2 separate regions of the Mus musculus genome follow, and region 1 is linked to region 2. The links are chromatin contacts, called in public Hi-C maps. All regions are on one chromosome and are shown on one strand. The core of a region is the stretch at or near the end of the contact, and the rest is flanking DNA. Distances in the headings are between cores, read along the strand shown.

The links. A called contact is a pair of places that touch in the nucleus more often than the background predicts.
Region 1: a contact with region 2 is called in a Hi-C map of bone marrow-derived macrophages, with 15 read pairs. The contact joins two enhancer-like sites. A contact is called at or near these places in 1 of 39 promoter capture datasets (the C10 cell line), 1 of 15 datasets of contacts at CTCF or cohesin (the NIH/3T3 cell line), 35 of 484 Hi-C or Micro-C datasets (the 63-12 cell line, B cells, the C10 cell line and 25 more) and 5 of 115 datasets of contacts at active chromatin or transcription factors (bone marrow-derived dendritic cells, embryonic stem cells, extraembryonic endoderm stem cells and 1 more).

Annotation. Positions count from the first base shown.
Region 1 is chr14:20,065,523-20,069,607 of GRCm38.p6, reverse strand. No RefSeq gene overlaps it. Among named protein-coding and RNA genes, the nearest start is that of Saysd1, 16 kb to the left of the region's middle. Within about 2 kb of position 2,072, at least 28 of the 459 cell types and tissues checked have an H3K27ac peak or open chromatin away from gene starts, as enhancers often do. A contact at or near this core is called in bone marrow-derived macrophages, where this site is marked.
Region 2 is chr14:19,719,511-19,723,456 of GRCm38.p6, reverse strand. The region is part of intron 1 of Gm29899 (a long non-coding RNA gene); the gene reads right to left. Among named protein-coding and RNA genes, the nearest start is that of Gm17030, 6.2 kb to the right of the region's middle. Within about 2 kb of position 1,291, at least 3 of the 459 cell types and tissues checked have an H3K27ac peak or open chromatin away from gene starts, as enhancers often do. A contact at or near this core is called in bone marrow-derived macrophages, where this site is marked.

The sequences.
Region 1 (4,085 bases), core at 823-3,322, 350 kb before region 2:
CAGGCTAGCCTCAAAGATTTCAAACTAGGCTAGTATCGACTGTTGTGTGCTTATCAGTAGCCAGTCTTATGCAGATCTATAAAGAACAGGAGAAAGCTGAGCAAGGAAGAGTACAAAATATATGATTGAGGGGAAGAGGAGCCCCAGAAACATTTAGGTGAGAGCCTGGTTCTAAGTGGACAAAGGGCAAGACCCCGCCTGCTAAGCTCCCTTCTTGTGAAAAGGGATTAAAGAAGTTTGAGGCTGGGCGTGGAGGCACACAGTTTTATTCCCAGCACTTGAGAGGCAGAGGCAGCCTGGTCTACAGAGTGAGTTCCAGAATAGACAAGCTTAGGAAGTGAAGAAAAACCATTGAAAACAGAAAGCTGATTGAATGAGGGGCAGCTTCAGCCACTTGGCTCTGACTTTGGAGTCAAGGATAGAAAAGTTAAGGAAAGCTGCTGAGGCCAGACATGTGTCAAGGGTGTTCCTGCATGGAACTGTGAAGGGGGAGCCTTGGAGACCCCAAGACATTGGAGATGGCAGAGTTGTGGGGTACCTGCCAAGGAGCGCTAATAACAGGGTGGGACAAGCCCAAGAGAGAGGTGTGCTGCAGTCAACAAAGCTGAAAGGACTTGGAGATTTGAAGAGTGCTTTGACATCAGACACGAAGACACAGAGTTTGGAGTGTGCCCTGCTGGTTTTAGGTCTTTCTGGTCCATTCTTTCCTTACTGTGCTCCCGTTTCTTCCTTTTAGAATGGTAATTTATATTCTGTACCATTGTATGTTTGAAGTATGTGGTCTGCTTTTCTATTTTGATTTTGTAGGGGATTAAAGTTAGGAGATTGCCGTGAGTCTCAGACGAGGCTTTGGACTTTGGACTTGCAGACAGTGTTGAGACCTTCCTAGACTATGGAGACTTGTTGGACTGAACGCACATTTGCACTATGATGTGGCTACAAGCCTGTAGGGGCCAGGGAGTGGAATGTGGTGGTTTGAATGCCTCCCATAGACACATAGATGTGAATGCTTGGTCTCCAGGGGGTGGCGCTATTGTGAGGTGGGTCTTGCTGGGGGAAGTATGTCACTGGGGGTGGGTTTTGAGGTTTTCAAATGCTTAAGCCAGCCCAGTAACTCTCTCTTCCTGTTGCTGGCAGATCTAGATGTAGAACTTTTCAAATCCAGCACCATGTCTATGTGCAGGCTGCCATGTTTCCCACCATGATGATAATGGATTGAACCTCTGAACTGTAAACAAACCCTGTGGGGCGGTGGGCTGTGCACAGACAGCCTGGTCTCAAGTTGAGCAAAGGTCTGGAACCCCGGCGACCCTATGGGTGGTGACTTTTATCTGCATGGGATGGCATGTGTTCGGCCACGCCTCCTGGGTCCTTGACTCCTGTCTTGTAGCTTCAGCCTCCCCCCACCCCACCCCCACCCCCGCAGAGAGAGGTACGTGGCCATCACAGGAATAGCACCAAGCCCTCCCACAAGCAAATAAGGTTTCCCCAAAGCTCTCAGACCAAACCAATGAGAAATACCTGCTGTCAGACCCTTACCCATCTCAAAACTGTATATAAGAATCCTATACAGAAGGATTAGGGGTGGGAGAACTACTCTGTCGTCCAAGACTTTTGTCCTAAGAGCTGTAACACTTGAGATCTACTCTCCTGAAGCGCCGCCTGAGGCCCTGCCGCACTCCTCACTGGCTAGTCGGCTTCTCATCAGCCCAGCCTGACCCGACTCAGTGCAGGGTAGCATGGAATTACTGCATGGCGGAGACGGAGGCCCGGAAGCGGGGAAGCAATTACCCCTCCCTGACCGCATTCGCTTCCTCGCACCAGGCCTGGCCAGAGATTTCCACAGAAATCTCTGGTACTCAGGCCCACAAAACCCCAGAAGAAATGCTTTCCTTTATAAGAGTTGCCACGATCATGGCAGCTCCTCACAGCAGTAGAACACTACGACAGCTGTGTTTCTGTGTGAGAGAGAAAATGTGCTGTGGTGAGGGCGACCCACCTTTATCTCATCAGCTTTAAGAGTGGACAAAGCAGCAGAAGATGCTGCTCAGAGGCACTAAATTCTTATGTCCACAAGGTGGCACCCCATACCTGGTATGCACATTTTCACTTCCTAAGGCCAAATATATGAAGACCTTTTGCCAGAAGAGGTCGCAGAAACACCTCCCTTCCTTTCCCTACCTGTTGAGTGGGAACTGCCTTTATACGCTGTGTTAAGAATGGAGGAAGGTGATATTTCAAGCCCTCTCACTACTGTGAATTAGAAGATGGAATGGGGCCCTAGCATATCAGTGTTATACTGAAGGCTTTAGTTAGGGCACAGGGTTAGAAAAAGAAGAGGTAAATCATTTTTATCTGCAGATGGTATGATAGCATGTATTTTTATGTTTTAACTTTTTATTGCAGTGTGTGTACACATGCATGCTTGCGTGCACATGTGCATTGATGCAAACACATGCAAATGCCATTCTGTCTTCTCAAAATGTGCTGTCACCTGCGCACAGAAATCTGTACTTTCCCGCAGTGTCCCTGGTGGTTCTGGCCTCGAGTGTGCACTTATCCATTCTGTCTCTACATGGCTGCTTCAAGTTGACAGTGTTACAGGTAACATGGGGCTTGGCACTTTATTTTTGTGTCTAATTACAAATTCTATTTTTATATCAAAGAAAGCATTTCGTCAAGCTTATGGTTTCTGAGGGATACAGTTCACAGTGTCAGAGTAAAGGCCTGGCATGAGGAAAGGCACAATGATCACTGTGATCAGCAAGTAGATCACTTATATGCAGCCTCAACCTTAACCATAACTCTAACCCTGTGTCTAACCCAATTCTAATCGTAGCTATAACTGAATCTAGACTATCCCTATCCCTAATGCTAATCCTAAAACTAACACTAATGCTAATCCTACACCCAAACCTACCCTATACCTAATATAACCAATAGTCTAAACCCAAGCCTAAGCCTAAACTTAGGTCTAACCCTAACCTGAACCTAGATTAGTCCTATTCCAATGCTAAACCTAGACCTAATCTTAAATGTAGTCTATTCCATAACTATAGGCCTATCCTTTCTCCATCTTTAAGTCTACTTAGCCTTAACATTGGCACAAATGCCAGATATAACCCTAACCTGAAAGTAACCCTAACCTAACACCATTCTTAAACAATACATATTCTTCTCTTCATATAAGTGCTAACTATAAAATTAACACAGAACAAGACCAAATAGCAAACCATAGAAACCTGATACAAACAACCCTAGAAATACCCATAAAACTATTGCAACCAAAGCTGTAACACTAGCAATATCTATAATGATACCTGACCCTAAATTTAAACATATCACTACATTTATCAATACTAAAATCCTTAGCTTTATTTATGAGCATAACCAAAGAACTCTATCCATAGGTCTCACCCAAACAATATCTAACTCTAAACTTGTTCCAAGGCTTGAGAAAAATGCTAACACCAATCCTAAATCTAAATCTTGCAACGAAATGATGGTTTAAGGTTTAAACATTAAACCAAACTTTCCAAGGTCTGGCTCATCTTGAACATGAACTCAAAGAATAAACTTAAATAATACAAACCCTAGACTTAACTTTAACCCTGGGAATCCCAGCCTTAAAGCCACCCCAATAACTAACACTAAGACAAGCCCTAATGGTAACCTTAACCCTAGCACTAACCCTAGCTCTGACCCTAACCATAGTCATAGCACTACCCCTAGCACTAACTCTAATCCTAAGCCTAGCAAAAGCTAACCATTGTTCTAATTATAATACCAACAACTCTGACACTAAACTGCAACCTACCCATAACCACAGCCTGGCCCTATTCCTAAAACAAGGCCTAACCCTGTCTTGAACTGCTGCAGAACAATATCTAGACTCATAACTCTATTCCCTGAATAACATAACCATAGCCTAATTCTAACTAGAGACCAACACGGACTCTAAACTTAGCCCTAACAAAAACCCTAACACCACTTTAAAACCCAATCCTAACCCTAATCCAACCATAACCTCCCCTCTAGAACTAAACATAGTCTGAGTCTAACCCTAACCTTAGAACCCTACCCCT
Region 2 (3,946 bases), core at 42-2,541:
GCTTAAGAAACAAACAGCAGAGCAGGGCAGCTGAGGCAACCTCCATTTTCTTCGGTCTTCAGCCAGCTTGTTGAGAAATAGGGCAGGATTCTTCCCCCATTTTTTGGGTGACATTACTGCTCTTATCACGTTTAACAGGGTTTTAGTACAATTTTCTTTCCTTTGAAGGGACTCTCTACATTCTCTTACATCTGTGCCTGTGGGTCCCTCTGTGGGTATTGCAATCACAAACAGTGGGCTTCTTGGGCCTGGACTGCAGGCAGATGGTCATTGGGATTATGAGCAAGCAGTTGATCAGAATGTCTCCTTGTTTCTCTCAAACCCCGCCTCTCTCCCACAGGACAGCAAGTACTCAGGACCAAGTACAGGGCCTTCCATGTGAGCTCAGTCAGAGGCTTCAGTCAGGGTCTGACAGTTACAGGTAGTCACAGTGTGCTCAGAGACAATTTTTTTTTTTAACCTGGGAAATTCAACAGATGACCAAATTTATTTTTCTCTAACAATCATAATCCAAGGAAATTTAGATTATTATTATTTTTTAAAATCTCAACTTTACAGTTAAAACATTTAAAGAAATGTCATTGTAACATTGCTTTGAAGTCCTAAGGATATAGAATGAACCAATGGCACCTTATAATCAGAGCTACCCCAGTTTTCCAAAAGAATTGATCTGCCAAAAATACCTATAAGTTCTCACTGCGTAGCATCACAACATGAGACCTGTAAGACTTTCCCTCTGACGGCTCCCATTTGGACCATTCTGGTTGGCCATCTATGGTCAGATAGATATGTGGCCAAGAGTCCAATGGATAAAAAGTGCAATTCCAAACGTCCATGGCTGGACTCACCCCACAACATCAATGTTCAAATAGAACCTGATTATGTCAACCTCAGAACTGCACTGGCAACAACTAATATGCCTCCTCTCCCTGGTTTCCATTTCTCTTCCTTCTTCCTTTCTTTAAATCTTTATTTATTTGTATGTTTTATTTTGTTCTGAGGCAGTGCCTCACTAGGTAGCACTGACTGACATGTACTCGCATTGCACACTGACTGGCCTTGAATTTACAGAAATCTACCTACCTCTGCCTTCTGAGTGCTGGGATCAAAGGTAGGTGCCCCCATGCCTGGTCCTTCCTTTCCTTTTAGAGTCAATCTCACTTTGAAGTCAAAGTTGGTTTCAAATTCTCCTCCTTTTTAACTTCCAGAATGAATGCTGAGACTACAAGCCTGTGCATCTAAGCCAGGCATCACTTCCTGTCTAATACTGGTCATTTCCTGTCTCAAGCTGTTCCTAAATTCGAAGTCCTACCACTGGGTGCCTGCTTCCCAGAAAGCATACATGGGGTTCTTGGCTGGATCTTATTCAGGGAACGACTGCATGTCTGACTCAAAAGCTCTAAGAAGCTTAGTCACATCAAGTCCCTCTCCACTGTCTGTGGATGGAAATGGACAACTAGCTGCCTTTCAACCCCTTCAGGGAAACTGCTGTGATGAGGTTAAGAGACTCGTAGTTGTGTTTTGCAAATTGTATCTTGGGTGTTCTATGTTTCTGGGCTAATATCCACTTATCAGTGAGTGCATATCAAGTGACTTCTTTTGTGATTGGGTTACCTCACTCAGGATGACATCCATTTGTCCAAGAATTTCATAAATTCATTCTTTTTAATAGCTGAGTAGTACTCCATTGGGTAAATGTACCACATTTTCTGTATCCTCTGTTGAGGGACATCTGGGTTCTTTCCAGCTTCTGGCTATTATAAATAAGGCTGCTATGAACATAGTGGAGCATGTGTCCTTATTACCAGTTGGAACTTCTTCTGGATATATGCCCAGGAGAGGTATTGCTGGATCTTCTGGTAGTACTATGTCTAATTTTCTGAGGAACCTCCAGACTGACTTCCAGAGTGGTTGTACAACCTTGCAATCCCACCAGCAATGGAGGAGTATTCCTCTTTCTCCACATCCTCGCCAGCATCTGCTGTCACCTGAGTTTTTGATCTTAGCCATTCTGACTGGTGTGAGGTGGAATCTCAAGGTTGTTTTGATTTGCATTTCCCTGATGATTAAGGATGTAAGAGGGAAGACCAATGGGTGGATACTTCATTCCTCCTTAGAATAGGGAACAAAATACCCATGAAAGGAGCTACAGAGACAAAGTTTGGAACTAAGACGAAAGGATGGACTATCCAGAGACTATCCCACCTGGGGATCCATCCTATAATCAGCCACCAAACCCAGATACTATTGCATATGCCAGCAAGATTTTGCTGAAGGGACCCTGTTATAGCTGTCTCGTTCAAGGCTATGCAAGTGCCTGGCAAATACAGAAGTGGATGCTCACAGTCATCTATAAGATGGAACACAGGACCCCCAATGGAGAAGCTAGAGAAAGCACCCAAGGAGCTAAAGGAGTCTAAAACCCTATAGGTGGAACAACAATATGAACTAACCAATACCCCCAGAGCTTGTGTCTCTAGCTGCATATGTAGCAGAAGATGGCCTAGTAGGCCATCACTGGGAGGAGAAGCCCATTGGTATTGCAAACTTTATATGCCCCAGTACAGGGAAAAGCCAGGGCCAAGAAGTGGGAGTGGGTGGGTAGGGGAGCAGGGTGGGGGGATGATATAGGGAAATTTCGGGATAGCATTTGAAATATATATAAAGAAAATATCTAATAATAATAAAAAAGAGACTCATAGTTGTACTGAAGTCTTATTGTTTGCCTGTTCTTTGCTTCTTTTATTTTATTTTAATCCTTTCTGCTCATTTCTTAAGTACCTCTTTTCCTATGTAATTCTCTGTACTAAATTTTCTTTCAGAAATTCTTGCAGGGACCACAGCTATTTCTAAATATTAAATTGGATTTGCAGCATGAAACACACACACACACACACACACACACACACACACACACACACACACACACACATTAATATTGACATCTATCCACTTTAATGGAATCACTGCCCCAACCAATTAACTGGGGCTACTCGGATCTCAAGGCAATCCAAGGATGTGAGAAAATAAGGGGATATGCAACTAATTATGTAAATTTGCTCCAATTATTTTCTTAGAAAGTTATGCAAGAAAACAAAAAACAACTCTCCTGGGAATTTTGTCCTCCAAAATTAGACCAATTAAATCAGATTGCTGCAAGTATCTGTTCTGGTGAAAGAGATCTCTATGAATAACCCTGTGTCTATTCATCTTAAATTGTCCTTGTCCTTGCCAAGTGACGCTGGACTTTGTTCTTCAGACATGGTAATCTAGGTTTTCTAAGCAGTCAAAGCTTCTTGCTGATTCCTTGCATTTTACTAGGAGCCTCATATGGTAATTTACTATGAAGAGACCAACTTATGACTTCAAACATCCCTAGACTATAATGTATGATGCATTATTTATGTCTGATGATAGCCCTTACCCCCTGAAACCTCTCAAAATGGAGTTACTCCAGAAGCTAGTACAAATGTGGTGACCAGAAGAGTCCTAAATAAGAAAGTTGCTCTGGATTGATTACTGGCCAGTCTACTGATAATTAATGCATCCTGTTGTGTCTGAGTAATCATTATTTAATTAAAACTAATCAAACATATGCTTGAGACTCTCTTTCCTGACTTGGCTTAGACTAACTAAAGAGTGAATTTAAAGGGGGTTCTGGTATTTTGAAGTGTGCACATGAGTGCTTCTTTGCTTTCTGCAGAGACTGGGTCCCCCATGGTAGATTCTTTCTGTTTCATTTCGATGGATGTGCGTTTGGTTATTGTCTTTCTCATGCACCAACACATGACTCCCATGAAAAGGAAGATGGCCACATTCACCATTGTCTCCTAAGTCTGCTGAGACAGATTGTAGTCTGACATTTAACAGATGTCAACTAAGAATTTGCTGAAGAAATAGGCTCTGGTTTACACAGACAAAAGCCAAAATGTAAGTGTTACCAGTG